2 separate regions of the Mus musculus genome follow, and region 1 is linked to region 2. Evidence: chromatin contacts called from public Micro-C data. All regions are on one chromosome and are shown on one strand. Each heading gives the region's core, a stretch centred on a gene start, on an enhancer-like site or on the middle of the called end of the contact. The rest is flanking DNA. Distances are from core to core; before and after follow the strand shown.

What was found. A called contact is a pair of places that touch in the nucleus more often than the background predicts.
Region 1: a contact with region 2 is called in a Micro-C map of B cells, with 8 times the contacts expected there. The contact joins two enhancer-like sites. A contact is called at or near these places in 1 of 15 datasets of contacts at CTCF or cohesin (pro-B cells), 7 of 484 Hi-C or Micro-C datasets (B cells, CD8 T cells, the HPC-7 cell line and 3 more) and 1 of 115 datasets of contacts at active chromatin or transcription factors (memory CD8 T cells).

The regions. Positions count from the first base shown.
Region 1 is chr17:52,181,455-52,184,704 of GRCm38.p6, reverse strand. No RefSeq gene overlaps it. Among named protein-coding and RNA genes, the nearest start is that of Gm19585, 34 kb to the right of the region's middle. Within about 2 kb of position 1,779, at least 20 of the 459 cell types and tissues checked have an H3K27ac peak or open chromatin away from gene starts, as enhancers often do. A contact at or near this core is called in B cells, where this site is marked.
Region 2 is chr17:51,783,840-51,787,510 of GRCm38.p6, reverse strand. Satb1 (special AT-rich sequence binding protein 1) reads left to right here. Exons shown (of 11, transcript NM_009122.2): 6 at 1,871-1,982. Among named protein-coding and RNA genes, the nearest start is that of Satb1, 47 kb to the left of the region's middle. Within about 2 kb of position 2,325, at least 18 of the 459 cell types and tissues checked have an H3K27ac peak or open chromatin away from gene starts, as enhancers often do. A contact at or near this core is called in B cells, where this site is marked.

The sequences.
Region 1 (3,250 bases), core at 530-3,029, 400 kb before region 2:
GAGAGCAGTCAGCTCAGAACTCACAACTGCTCCTTACAGAGAGGAAGCATATATGAAGTCCTCGGCTACAAATTGGACATCAATATCACACTTCTCCAGCAAGGCTCAGGCACAGTTTTCAAAGAGAAATAAGAAATATCCTAAGAGCCAGGGTTTTTTTGGAGAAAACTAGATCAAAACAGTGTCTTCTGGACATGATAAGACCATTGTACTCATGAGCTCACAGAAGCTGTGGTCACCTCAGCAAGATCTGCACAAGATCAAGCTAGGCAGCATCCCAAGATAGGGGTAGGTCAGAGGATATGAGTCCCCAGCCTCTGCTGTGGAGATATTAACAGGTGATAGTTGCTAGGAGTCAAGAGTCAATTTTCTTCTAGGCTATAGATGCTGGTCAGTCAATACCACATTCCAGTGGGTGGTCCCATATCTGTGCAAATACAGGCAGCATGAACTGTATTCTGAGGCTTATGACAAATAATAACAGCAAAAAACAGAAGAATGAAGTTAGGGGGAGGAGAGTGGTCAGGGGTAGGGCTGATTAAAATATATTATGTGCATGCATAAATCTTTGAAAGAATTAATCAAAATACTATATTTAAATTTAAAATTAATTCTGCCCCTCCCAGCTCTCTCTACCCAAGTGTTTGCTAAGGTGCCACATCCTGTACATGGACTTGGTTTTTCTCCTTCTTTCTACCATGCATGTAATCAACAAGCAAATGTACACCATGTTTTCAAATATCTACAATCACATCTTAGTGCTTTTACTGTTACTAATCCAGTCCAGTTTTCTCTCACCTTGGTCATCTCCCAACTCACCTACATCTCTGTGTTTGTCTCATGTGCTATCTTCCCAGTTCAGCAATTAGAATGGCACAGAATGAGTCTAAACTGTCCACCTTCTTCTCTAAAGCCTCTGATGGAAGCATTTATTACTTAGGACTGAGCACATTTAGCTTATGGAGATCCTCCTCTATCTCTGTCTCATTTCCTGTCTTTCAGCCTCTCTCTGTCTCTGTCTCTGTCTCTGTCTCTCTTTCTCCCTCTCCCTCTCCCTCCCTCTCTCTCTCTCTCTCTCTCTCTCTCTGTCTCTCTGTCTTTCTACTCTCTGCTCTGATGTCTTCACTTCATAGCTGATAATGGTACCACTTTGGTTTCTAATTTTAACTGTCACCATTTGGTGAGAACCTTTTCTGCTTTGTAAGCCATTTATTATGCAATGCCTTCTTTGTAAACTAAAATACTCACAACAAAAACCTTTTTCAAATTCTTTTGATATATAATTACCAAGTACAGTTAATGAGATAATACAAACAAATTGTAGATAATTCTTTCCTCTTCCAAATATCTTGTGGAATCACCTTACTTGGCGTTATACTTTTCTTTCTTCGTGTCTCTTGGTGGCTGGTTGACTAGAGGAAGCAATATCCTTTGCGGTAACCCTGCAGATTATTTTCAAACACAGGCTTTTAAAAACAATTTTAATCTAATCAAAATGTAGTGATAGCCTGGAATTAAAATATGCAAGGAGAGGGTTTCCTAATGCTTTATTTCAGTGGGATGTGAAGTTAGAATTGTTAAGAAATGCAGAATGCTAATTAAGCAGAGTTTGCAAGCTGGGGATGAGAGGAAATAACCTGATGTGAACTCGACATCAACTTTCCTCATTAAAAGTTCACAGAAGCCAATGACCAGATGGCACAGGCTGTAAGGTCATGACCGTGAGGAGTCCTAAGGGGTTGCTCCCTTTAGTCATTCCATCAACCAGCAGGGGGAGACACAGAATGCTTCTTGCTACTCCAGAAACAACTCCCTGAACATGGGGACTTCATCAGGACTCTGTCCCTAACAGGTAGAACAAGTTGGTCCAGGCTGACTAAGCACTGCCCTCTAAATGCTTTTGGTTTCCTGGTTAGAGTTGAGTTTGCATTCAAGTGACTCCTTCGAAGGAAGAACTTGAGTGTATTTGATGGTTTACTTATACTAAATTATAGCATATATAGGTTCATACAAATTTACGTATCACATTCACATAAATACACTTAGTCTATGGTTGTAAAATATTTGTGGCTATGATTGGAATCCATCCAATTAAAAATTTGATTTTTTTCTATCTACTAATATTCACATGTAATTAGTCATAGCCCAAGAGTCAACTCTGTGGGAGATGACAAACAGAAATTTTTATAGGCCTGGAAGCAAAGTGTATTGAATATTTTAAATGTCTATGGTAATAAGGTAACCAGAGGATCTAAGCTTTGTGTTCAATCCCTCAAGAACCAGATAACTTTGCTTTCGTTTACTCAGCCATTCAATTTTGCACTTGCCCAAGATCTCTACCCCATGGCAGCTCCTCAACTAAGTAATAGAAACAATGGAATATCATGATATCTTGTATGTTGGCAAATGGATATTTAACAATGAGGCAGTCTCCTCCAAAAAGCACAACAAATATGAATGAGGTGATAATGTCCCTCAGATGGAGGAATAATTAACTTTGTCTGAAGTAGGCTTGTAGAGAGGGATAATGCCCAAGTGTGGCTTTAAGGACTAACCAAAAAGACTGAGAGACAAGATTGTAAAACAGATCATGAGAACAATATAACTGAGTGAGTCTCCTACATTTGAATTTCAAAAAGGAATCACATATGAGAGAGGCAAGGGGTGTGTGGATTGGGCATAGTAGAGACTAGCAGCCCAAGAATGGAGCAGACTCAGAATAAATCAAGAAAACTTGGCTCTAGTCAAGCAAGCAGCTGTTCAAAGTCAGATCGTTTTTCAGACTCCTCAGTGGGCACACCTGCTGAGAGATGCATCCTAAAGAAAACTGAAGGACCATGGGAACAAATCTAAACCCTAAACATCACAATGGGCATAACATATGGCCTCTTCCTTCAGGAAGGTTACCTCCAACATACTCACAGAAGAGGTTGAGCTGTGAAGTACTAGGTGGCATGGATTCTCAAAAAGTAAATGGTGCATTTAAGGACAATTTCAACTTTAAATTTATTTTTCCTACTCAACAATAATATTTCCTTCCCCAGGCTTTAATTCTAAATATTAAATATTGCACCATGGAAAGCCCTCCAAAAGACTTTCTTGACAAGCAATCTCTGAGACTTTCACATAGCTACAAAGGCAAAATAACTCCAAACAAATCCCTGGTTTCCTTTCCTCATTTGATTTCCTTGAGTAATGATTTTATTTAATGTTACAAACATTTCAGTAAGTCTTTGAGAATTCCATACAA
Region 2 (3,671 bases), core at 1,076-3,575:
ATAATGCAACTCTAGCTTACCCATCACTCCCAGGTCTTGAGAGGATCCCCAAACTTACACATTTCAGGAATGTGTGTGTGTGCTACAGAATTAACACCGATGATGGATGTCAGAGTTAATAATAGCCCAAAGAGCTTTACATTTGAAGTAGCTTAAAGAAGATAATGATATAAAAATATTCTTGTCCCCAAACTGGCTTTTCTGGTTGTTCACTGCCTCCTGACAATGGAGTCTTCTGTAAGCTGTTTCCCTGTAGATCAGCCAGTCTGAAATTTAAGCTCTTAAGTTTCTACTCACAGGACCAGGAGGCTTGGTGCTTCAGTCTTCTAAGACTCAATAGGGAGTTAATTTAGCTACTAGAGACTGTGGGTGAACCAAGAATTAAGTAACAGCAATTACTATAACCAAAATTATCTGGGAAAAATGGTGTTATTTATTGAAAGTGTGGTTGTGTTTTTTTTTTTTTTTTTTTATTTTAAACCTTCTCTTAACATTATTGTCTTCATTTGTACTTATCAAATGGCTAGCTGTTTTCAATGCCTTTTTGTTTGTTTGAGTCTCATAACATAAATGAGGTGCTCTAGACCTCAGAGATCTGTCTGCCTCTCCCTCCCTAGTGCTGGAATTATAGGCGAGCTCCATATGTGTAGCTCTTCATGGCTTGCTTGGGTTTTTTGTTGTTTTTATTTTTGTTTTTGTTTTAATATTTTTTATTATTATGTATTTTCTTCAATTACATTTAGAATGCTATCCCAAAAGTCCCCCATACCCTCCCCCCCACTTCCCTACCTACCCATTCCTATTTTTTGGCCCTGGCATTCCCCTGTACTGGGGCATATAAAGTTTGTGTGTCCGATGGGCCTCTCTTTCCAGTGATGGCCGACTAGGCCATCTTTTGATACATACGCAGCTAGAGTCCAGAGCTCCGGGGTACTGGTTAGTTCATAATGTTGTTGCACCTACAGGGTTGCAGATCCCTTTAGCTCCTTGGATACTTTCTCTAGCTCCTCCATTGGGGGCCCTGTGCTCCATCCAATAGCTGACTGTGAGCATCTACTTATGTTTTTGTTTTTTTTAAGCAAGAGAAAAATAACACATAGACATTTTCTTGTTTTCTTTTTTCTTTCTTTTCTTTTGGGGGAATGGAACTCTTAAAATGTTAATTAGTACAAAATGTGTATAGTTAGATATTTTCTGGTAACTTGAAAGTCTCAATTCAAGCTTTACTAGATAAAGGCCACAATCAACCCTGAAGATCTGATGCAACCTCTTGTAACAGTTGCTTCCTAAGTGTGACCCCTGAGGCCTCCTAACTCACCAGCAGCTGTAATCTATACATTGAGCATGAAAATATAAAAAATTGGTTTTCCTACTTGACTGTGCCTGGCTGCCCTGAGGAGTGTTAGTGAGGTGCAGGTGCTGACGGGGGAGGTCAGAGATAGGGCTCGGAACTGGATATCTCGAAAGCTTCCAGGCAATGTCCATGGCTCCGGGGCCTGGCCTGTGCTTTGAAGAGCAAACATGTGGAGTCCAGCCACCGTGCTGCAATGGTAGAAACTTGTATACATTTCAATCATGACATCACCTTCTTGGACTTGGACTGATTCAGATTGGTGCACATTTGTGAGCACTAGGAGGCGTGGACGGAGATTGTCAGAGGGTGCAAGAGCAGATAGTGTGTGGGGGCTGCTGCTTGTGACTTAAATAAGCATTTGATGGTGGACTTAATGAATTCTAAGAAGCTTAAGCTTTGCTCCCAGTTGACTTAGAAACCTAAAAGGCAGGCAGGCACTGTTTCCACGGCTGAAGTTGCGGGCTCCCCACGTGTGCCATGGTGTGTTATCACACATATTCTCCCCTTTCCACACAGAGCATGATCTCCTCCATTGTGAACAGCACGTACTATGCAAATGTCTCAGCAGCAAAATGTCAAGAATTTGGAAGGTGGTACAAACATTTCAAGAAGACAAAGGATATGATGGGTAAGCAAAAAAAAAAAAAAAAAAAAAAAAAAGAAAGAAAGAAAGAAAGAAAGAAAGAAAAAAAGAAAGAAGAGAGAGAAAAGAAAAAAAAAGCCCATCCTTTTGCAGTGGCAACATACCATTGCATGTCATTTGGGGGTTTATCAAAGTCACATCGAAAGCCAGATCTTTTGATTGCCCAATTAGAGATCAATTTAGAATGTTTCTTTGGGGGTGGGGGAGTGGGTATGAGTATAATGAGATAATTAAATTCAATAAATGTTTGTGTTTAAATCAGCTACACCGACTCGGTTGTCAGACATGCAGGAAATCGAGGCGTGAGGAGAGCTGTCATTTCGTAACATCTCAGTGAAGACCTAACCAGGCCTTGAATAACTAATACCGGCTGTGACTTCTCACAGAGATAATCATGCTTAGGGACTTTTGCTTTTGTTTGCAAAAAAGAGGAAGAGCCCGTTTTCACAGCAGCTTTCAAACAATATTTAACTGCCTTTGACTCGCTAGAGACAGTTTGGTTCCACCATTGAGATGGAGTGGTTTTTATAGCTCCAGCTCCCGTAGGTAGGAGCTTGCTTGCCTTCCTACCTGGAATAGAACCAGCACTTTTCATTTCTGAACTTCCAATTCTAGTCTAGCACCCTCTCTGCACACACAGCATTAGGTCAACATTGTTAGGCAGCATCAAGATGAGCCGAGGTATAAAACGATGGGTCACAGTTGTGTGCTATGGCGGAGCATTTGGAGTCTGGCATGTTCTCTGTTGTGGATCTGTTAGAGCTCACAGGAGCACACACTATGGTTAAGGGTAATATACCTTCCTCTTTCATACACTTCTAGATACTACATCTTAAAATCAAACAGGAATGGGGTGCCTCATATACAAAGTGTTATGCCCTATTGTAAATCTTTATCACTGTTACATTCACTTAATAGTAGCAATAATAACTTTTCCTGAAGACTTAGAGATAAGAATTTTGAGCATGTTTTAGCTTTTAATATTTGAAGAAAAGCCATCCATCTACCAAAACGGATTCTTTGCCTTTTATAGCTTAGGGCCGTAATGAAGACAATACATCAATTTTTGGAATAATTGCTTGAATTACTGTTCCATGCGAATGGCCCACTTGGGCTGATGTCACTGGTAGAAACTAAGGGTTTCTTTCCATTCTTAGTTATATTTTGCATATAACATTGAGTATAGCAGTATGACCAGTTCCTCTGATTATAAAATCTGCATCTTTAATGAGAAGAGAAACGATGATTAAAAGCCAAATAGAGCTTATCTATGGAAAGTGTGGACATCTGAAAAGGTTTACCTATTTATATTACACTCTGGTCTCAGCCTCCCTCTAGTCTATTCTGTGTAGCAGCAAAAGCGTTTGACACACTTAGAGCTGACTCTCAGCCAATCCACACAAGTGTTCTAGCCAGGGGAGAAGCATTCATCCCGGGTAGGTGAGAATAAATTGCAGAATCGTGACAGTGCCACCATTGTACCAGAACAGCTCTTTGCCCTTCCTAAGCATCTGCGAGAGATGCTAAGAACCACAGCTTCTATGAAAAGCACTCAAGCTTCAGCCACACTGGGTGTGCTGGCTTGCTCTACTCGAGTATGTGTTTGCTTGGTCCCTACAAGTATTTGCTGATATCCTTAGTGCCTGTGATTGCCTTAAATGAGCAGGCCACCTA